2 separate regions of the Sus scrofa genome follow, and region 2 is linked to region 1. The links are chromatin contacts, called in public HiChIP or PLAC-seq maps. All regions are on one chromosome and are shown on one strand. Each heading gives the region's core, a stretch centred on a gene start, on an enhancer-like site or on the middle of the called end of the contact. The rest is flanking DNA. Distances are from core to core; before and after follow the strand shown.

Region 1 (3,577 bases), core at 549-3,048:
ACTTTTCTTTTCTTTTTTAGCTGCACCCACAGCATGTGGAGTTCCCAGGGCCAGGGACTGAATCTAAGCCACAGCTTCAACCTATGTATGCCATAGCTGCAGCAATGTTGGATCCTTAACCCATTGTACCACAGCGGGAACTCCAAGCAAATACTTTTAATTAAAGCAAATGTTAGCTCTCTGGGCACAGAGGAATTTCAGAAGGAAGAAATGTTAGCAGTAAAACCTGAGGAAGCTTGCCACTATTAGCTATATAATGCTGGTTGCAGAGTAATTACCATAATAGAAACAATAATGCATTGATTATGTGTTCACTGGGTACCAGGAACTTTACTAAATGTCTTTCTTGCGTTAGTTCGCTCGGGCTTCATCAGTGAGGATAGGGTGATTTTTACCTGCATTTTCTAGATAAGGAATTTGAGGCTAAACAATTTCACCTAACAACTGCTAGGCTATGCTTTGGCGACTGGCAGCCTATCCAGGATAGTAACTTCCATCTCTATTTCTGTTTTTAAGTGAAAATAATAAAAGAGGAAAGGAAGAAAAGACAGATTTCATGAGCAAATTTGACCACCCTGAGAATTATAGAGAGGTGAGAAGAAACCTTTCAGGTTTCAGCCAGAGACAAGAAATAATTTTAAAAGTTCAGCCAACTGAGCAACGGTAAGTTTGGAAATTTGTGGTTTCCAGTCAAAAGTGGTATAGGGACTGCTGGCAACATTGATTTTGAAAGTGTTGAGGGCTGCCACCTCCATTTAGATGCCTTTAATGAATGAGAGTCTAAAATACTCTAGAGAGAATCCCAACAGAGTCTACCAGCCAAGAATCCTTGGCTTACAAAATAATGGGGGCTGCTTCTTCCCAGTTACCATGCACAGAAGCAAAACTTGGCAGAATCAGAGACAAAGGGTTTTGATCTTGTTCCTACCATTGCTTCCACAGAAGGAAGCAAAACAAACCGCTGGGTTACCTCTACCGCCGCTCCTGAGAACCACGACCCTGCGAGCTGCTGTTTGGAAGAGAATCCCACTTTGCTCTTTGCCCGGGGAATCAGCACCCTGGACGCAGCCCCCCCCCCCCCCAAGGACCCAAGTGCAAGGTCTTTTCTCTCTCTATTCGTTTTCCTCAGAGTTCTGTTTCTTGGAGAAATTTTCCACATGTAATCAAGCTGCTACTCTGACACCATTTTCATTGAGTAACTCGTGGTGATGTCACACCAGCCAGGCACTAGGGGAAGCCCTGCTTTTATGGGTTGGCTCTTAATTTAGGAATTTTTATTTTCTGACTTTCCTCTTTTTTTTTTTCTGCTGGACTTTGGAGCAAGATGCCTGAGTGGTGAAGTGTTGCCTGCTTTTGAGCAAAGGAATTCCTGCTCGTTGAGAGGCAAATGGTTGAGTGAAGGCAAGCTGTGAGTCCTGTAATAGTATGTCTTAATTGGAGAGCTGGCAAGAGAGGAAGGATGTGTAGGCCTGGTGCGGGTGCTGTTGCTCCTGTTGGGGTTTGTGGAGCTGAGCTGAGAAGACAGGCTGGGGACAGCAGGACTTCCGGCCACCCCCTAGTGTCCCTGTCCTGTGTACCTGGGGAGCCAACGGCCCCCTCCTCCCTGGCGCCTGGGCAACCACATCTCTCCCCCATCCCCACCGTCCTTCCTCGCCTCTCAGCGGCTCTGTGCAGCGGAGCCGGCAGAGGCAGCTTGGCAAACGTCGCCTGTAAAAGCCTAATCCAAACAGCATGTCCGCTGAGCTCAGCGGGGTGACTCATGTGCAGTGACGTGTGAGGCCGGCAAGCGGAGATTAGGATCTGGCCCGCCCGCCAGCCTACCCTGCACTTCCTTTGATCAACTCTGATGGTTTTTAATTCTGCAGAAGCAGCTTCCTGCCGGCGGCAAGCGCCTCTCCGTGGAGGCTGGAGCCGTGTCTTTGCTGACCTACTTGTCAGAGTCGAGGCCGGCGTGTGCTAATGGCACGGGGACTGACACTCTGGGCTCACAGCCCACACTGAGCAAGAGGGGAGCCTCTTTCGCGGAGGTGCCCACGGTGACATCAAAAGCTTACTCCTCAGCCAACACCAGCAAGGCCATGTGTGTGAGCAGCCTGAGTTCTGAACCTGATCCTGGCCTGGGTTAGACTCACCGAGGAATAAAGAAATTGGCTCTCTCTAGGGCGGTTTTTTTTTTTCCTTATTTCTTTTTTCTTTTCTTTTTTTTTCTTTTTTTTTTTTTTTGTAAGCTGGGGCATCTTTAAGGACAGTGTCTGGCACAAAATGAAACATTCTTTGGGCTCTTCAGAAGTACTGTCTCACATCTGTTTTGCTCAAAATGGAACGAAGTATATTACTTTCTTGAACTTTTTTCCCCTACTTGAGTGGAATGTGTTTGCCTCTTGCTTATTCCAAATCCCCTCAATGACCAATGCCAAGCAGAGCCCCTGAAACAAAATTTCATTCTCTCTCTCTTCTCCTCTCATTTTTATCTTGCTCTCTCCTTTCTCTCTCTTTTCTCAGGAAGTAGAGAGTGATTAGCCACCTTGGCTGAGAGTTAGGGAGATCCTGGGCTGGGTGTGGGGCTTAAAATATCCCCAGTGCCAGGCTCTACCCCAGAAGAATTCACTTAGAGTCGTTGAGGGTAGGACCAGACATCAAGAATGTTTTAAGCTCCCCTTGTACAGGCGAAGTTGGGACTCACTGACATGTAGGCTCTCATGGCATAAGCTGTTAGCCTTAGGGATGCTTCCAGTCTCCCTGTCTCCCCCACCACCATTCAGTGAGAGCCTTCTGGAAGCCGGCATATACTCTAGCAGGTTAAGGTACAATGTTATCTAGATAGGGTAACTAGCCTACCTATTAAGAAGAATTTGTCCATCTGCTTAAAGTATTTACCATCCCACTGAGACTTAGCGCAGAGAATGAACATGAGGCACTGAAATACAGAATAGATGGGTCTTGCAGGGAGGCCATAAGGGATGGTCCAGCATACAGGACAGTGACCAACCCAGAGGGAATGTCTGGGAAGCAGGTTTGTATGTGGTGGTGATGGGCTGTGCATAGGGCTGCCAGGTAAAATAAGGAACACTAGTTAATTTGGTTTTTTGTTTGTTTGTTTGTTTGATTTTGTCTTTTTTCTAGGGCCGCACCTACAGCATATGAAGGTTTCCAGGCTAGGGGTCTAATCAGAGCTGTAGCCACCGGCCTATGCCAGAGCCACAGCAACGCCAGATCCGAGACACCTCTGTGACCTACACCACAGCTCATGGAAACGCTAGATCCTTAACCCACTGAGCGAGGCCAGGGATCAAACCAGCAACCTCATGGTTCCTAGTCGGATTCATTAACCACTGAGCCACGACAGGAACTCAGTACTAGTTAATTTTGAATTTCAAACAAATTCAAGTAGTACAATATTTGGGACCTACTTATATTAAAAAAATTGTTCATTGTTCATTTGCAATTCAAATGGAATTGAGTGTTCTACATTTTGTTTGCTAAATCTAGAAATCCTAGTTGTAGATGGCAGTCCAGAGAGGAGAATCTTGGGTATTTGAGGTAGTGGTAGGTTTCACCTGTGTGGTTATGGTCTTCC
Region 2 (3,577 bases), core at 527-3,026, 200 kb before region 1:
ATACCCATAAGCCATGTGTTCGGACCCCCACCCCCCCAGTCCCACGAGGAAGAAATGCATGTCACAACCCCATGCAGATTTGCTCCTAAGTCTCTCCTGGGCCCATGGCTCTCACACAGATGTCTCTGCCAGGTAGAGGTTCAGGACTTCTGAGGCCAAGCCAGGGTCTGGTCAAGGCGGACAATTGAGAGCTAGCCAGGATCTGGCCAGCTAGGCCCACACAAGCCCATCCCCTGAATGGGGGACGTGTGCCAGCCCTGGAGGAATCCCGTGGGGGCTGTTCTTCCCCTAGAGCTGGGGTAAGAATGTGACCCCAGCCCCGAGGTCATCCAGGCCCAACTTCCACGGCTTCAGGACTTGACACACTGTCCCACAGGCCACCACACACATGACGTCACTGGCAGGCCCCGTGTCTGAATTAGATTCCAGAGTGAGCTGCCGACCCACAGGAGGAAGCCAACTCTTCTCCCAGTGGCCAGGCCTCTCAGTCTCCAAGGAAAGTACAGTCTAGTCCTGGAGAACAGGCTTGGAGCCAGTAGCCAGGCACCAGCCCAGGTCTTATAAGCCAAATCACAGTCAGCACAGCCCAGGCCCAGCTCCACCTACCTATCAACACAGCTCACCTGGAAACTTACCCCTGAAGCCCAGCCCTCAGCAGAATCTAAGCTAGGACCACCACAGGGTGAATAGGGGTCCCCGCAAGTGTAAGCTGAGGAGGCCTGCCCTGTTCTGAGGCTGCTCCCTCCTTTGACCCCCTCTCCCTTCCCTGGCTTCTGTCCCACTCTTCCCCAGAGCCTCTGGCTGTTCCTGTGCTCAACAAAGTGGCCGTGGAGGGGGAAAAATGCCCATTTACTATTTTAATTTGCCACCAGCTACTGAGGTTTCTCTGGAGAGTCTTCCCCACACAACGTCTAGGGAAAAGATGGTGCTGGAAAGCCTGGCTTCCCACATGGCAACTCATCAGGAAGGAGGCAAGAGAGATCAGGAAACAGAGAAGAGGAGCCTGGATTTCCCCAGACTTGAATCCCAGCAGAAACACAAAGCCAAGTCCGTGACCTTCACATAAACTGGGGTGATTTATTATTCTGGGAAGACAGTGGTGTCGGGAGGGCTTCCAAGAGCAGATACTCTAAGTAAGCACGTCTCCTAGGGTACGATGCCTGCAGGGTCTGACCAGCGCCCCAGCCTCACCAGTGGGGCCCTCACCCTCTGGAGCAGCAGAGAAAATGAGGCATGGCCTCAGAACTTGGCTCAGCCTGTTCTCCAGCCTCCTGGGCTTATCTTGAGCCTGATGGGTTGAGAGATGGTGCTTCAGAGGGGAGACCAACGCCAGCTTAGGTCTTTAAAGGGACGGGCTGGAGGGGTGAACCAAGGGTACCCTTCCTGATTATCCTGCACTTTGCTGAACATCCCCTGCTAACCAACCAGTTCTCGCCTTCCATCCCTCTCTCCCTCTCCCCTCCACCAACTTCCCTCGCCCTCCCCCCCCACCCCCGCCACCATCTCTCTCACCCTGCACATCTTTCATATGAGTGTCTCTTACTGGCAACTGACTCCTTCCCTTCCCTCTCTCTGCCCTTCCCTTCCCCTCCCGAAGGCCCCCACGTACTCTAAAGCCAGCAGGGGACAAGCTGCTCAGAGCTGAATGGAACAGGAAACTGCACTTTTGACTCTGAACACATTGCAGTAAAGCAGCCTCTGCTGAAAGCCAGACACGCTGGGCTCAGACATTGAACAGCAGCTTCAGGGACGCACTCTGGCTGTGATTGTGAAACATGCTTTTATTTTTACCCCCTGCCCCTCCTCTTCCCTACACTTGTCTGAGTCACCCTCCACTCAGCACTGTCGCCTCCAGCCCATCAAAGGCTTTCAGCTCCCTTTCTCTCCGGCATAGGCAGCCTAAATTGGGCAAGTGACAGTGGGTGAAGAGGGTCCCCAGAGGAATTCCCAGGAACCAAGTCAATACAAAAGGTTGTAGGTAAGTCCAGAAAAGTGAAGTTCAAGGATATTATCCATAAGCACAGTAACATCCCCCACACACACCTGCCAGACTGGTCTGGGGGCCTTGAGCAAGCCCTGTGAGACCCAGGGTGATGGACTTCCTAGGACGGGGTTCAAACAAGTACACATGGACCTCACTTCAGATGGCAAGAGACCACTCAAAGCCTAGAGAAAAACTTACTCACAGAGCAGATTTTCCAGCACTGAGAATTTAAGGTTGTCTAAAGAGTGGGGTTGTCAGATAAAATATAGGCTCCTCAGTTAAAACTGAATTTCAGATTAATAAATAATTTTCTAGTATAGGTGTTCCTATATATGCATGAGGAGTTCCCGCTGCAGCACAAGAGGATTGGTGGCATCTCTGGAGCTCTGGGATGCAGGTTCGATCCCCCACCCAAGGCACAAGTGCAGCTTGGCTCCGATCCCTGGCCCTGGAACTCCACAAGCCATGAGACAGATAGATAGATAGGCAGGCAGATAGATATTGCATGAGACGTACTTGTATTAAAAAAAAAAATTCATTGAGTTCTTGAAATTCGGATTTACCTGGGTGCCCTGTGTTTTTATTTGCTCAGTCCAGCAACCCTACTGGAGAACTACCCAATTCCACAGCCACGTGAGAAATGATGAAAGAGTACCAAGGGTAGAGGGACAAGAAATCCCAATCAGCTTCCTTTTTCTCTTCCCCGGGGTCCTTCCTTATTCCTCATCTCTGCCCCGGTCACTCTAGTCCACATTTTGACCACTCTTGCTTCCATCTCATACCTGATCCTTCAACTGCTTCCAGCTCCTGGGGCCCAGGTGTAGACCAGTGCTCTTGCCCCTTAATTCAGCTGCATTGAGGTAGAATTTTTCAAAAGCGAATTTATTAGAAGAGTAAAGGAGTATACAAATATTTGAATTCATTTAAAAAACATAGTAGTTGTCACACATAAGGAGAGCCAATCTCAAGTAAAGCCTGAGACCAGGTAAGTCCAGACACAGTCTGGGTCAATCTTTTCCATCAACTGTTCTGGGATCCATTGACTTGTAGCAAGGCTGTCCTTTCACTGAAGCTGCACCACCATTCTGGAACAGAGGCGCTCACTGGCTGCATATCAAAATCACCTAGGAAGCTTTTTGCAGCTTATCCCAGACCAATTAAATGAGAATGTCTAGAGTAGGGCTCAAGCATCTGGATATTTAAGAGCTCCCCAGGTGATTCTAATATGCAGCCAGGATTGCTAACCCATGTACCTCAGAATCACCTGAGAACCTGTAAAAAAAACTGAGGCTTGCATCCCACCCTCAAATTCTGATTGAATTGGCACAAGGTGCACCTTGGGCATTGGGACTTTACAAAACTCCCTAGGAGATTTTAGGGTGCCGCCAAGTGTGAGAACCACAGCTCCTCACGCTTTAATAGACTTCAGATTTCCAGGGACCTCACTACAATGCAGATGCTGACTCAGTAGGTCTGAAGTGGGGCCTGAGATGTTGCATGTCCTACAAGTCTCAGGTGACACCCATGCTGCTGGTCCTCAGGCCACACTTTGATCAGCAAGAGATCCGTGGGCCTCAGCCCTGGATGCACCCT

What was found. HiChIP or PLAC-seq counts read pairs in DNA pulled down with a chosen protein or histone mark.
Region 2: a contact with region 1 is called in an H3K27ac HiChIP or PLAC-seq map of skeletal muscle. The contact joins two enhancer-like sites. A contact is called at or near these places in 1 of 47 Hi-C or Micro-C datasets (embryonic fibroblasts) and 1 of 2 datasets of contacts at active chromatin or transcription factors (skeletal muscle).

The regions. Positions count from the first base shown.
Region 1 is chr3:98,187,627-98,191,203 of Sscrofa11.1, reverse strand. No RefSeq gene overlaps it. Among named protein-coding and RNA genes, the nearest start is that of EML4, 34 kb to the right of the region's middle. Within about 2 kb of position 1,798, at least 75 of the 83 cell types and tissues checked have an H3K27ac peak or open chromatin away from gene starts, as enhancers often do. A contact at or near this core is called in embryonic fibroblasts and skeletal muscle, where this site is marked.
Region 2 is chr3:98,384,885-98,388,461 of Sscrofa11.1, reverse strand. No RefSeq gene overlaps it. Among named protein-coding and RNA genes, the nearest start is that of C3H2orf91, 25 kb to the right of the region's middle. Within about 2 kb of position 1,776, at least 43 of the 83 cell types and tissues checked have an H3K27ac peak or open chromatin away from gene starts, as enhancers often do. A contact at or near this core is called in embryonic fibroblasts and skeletal muscle, where this site is marked.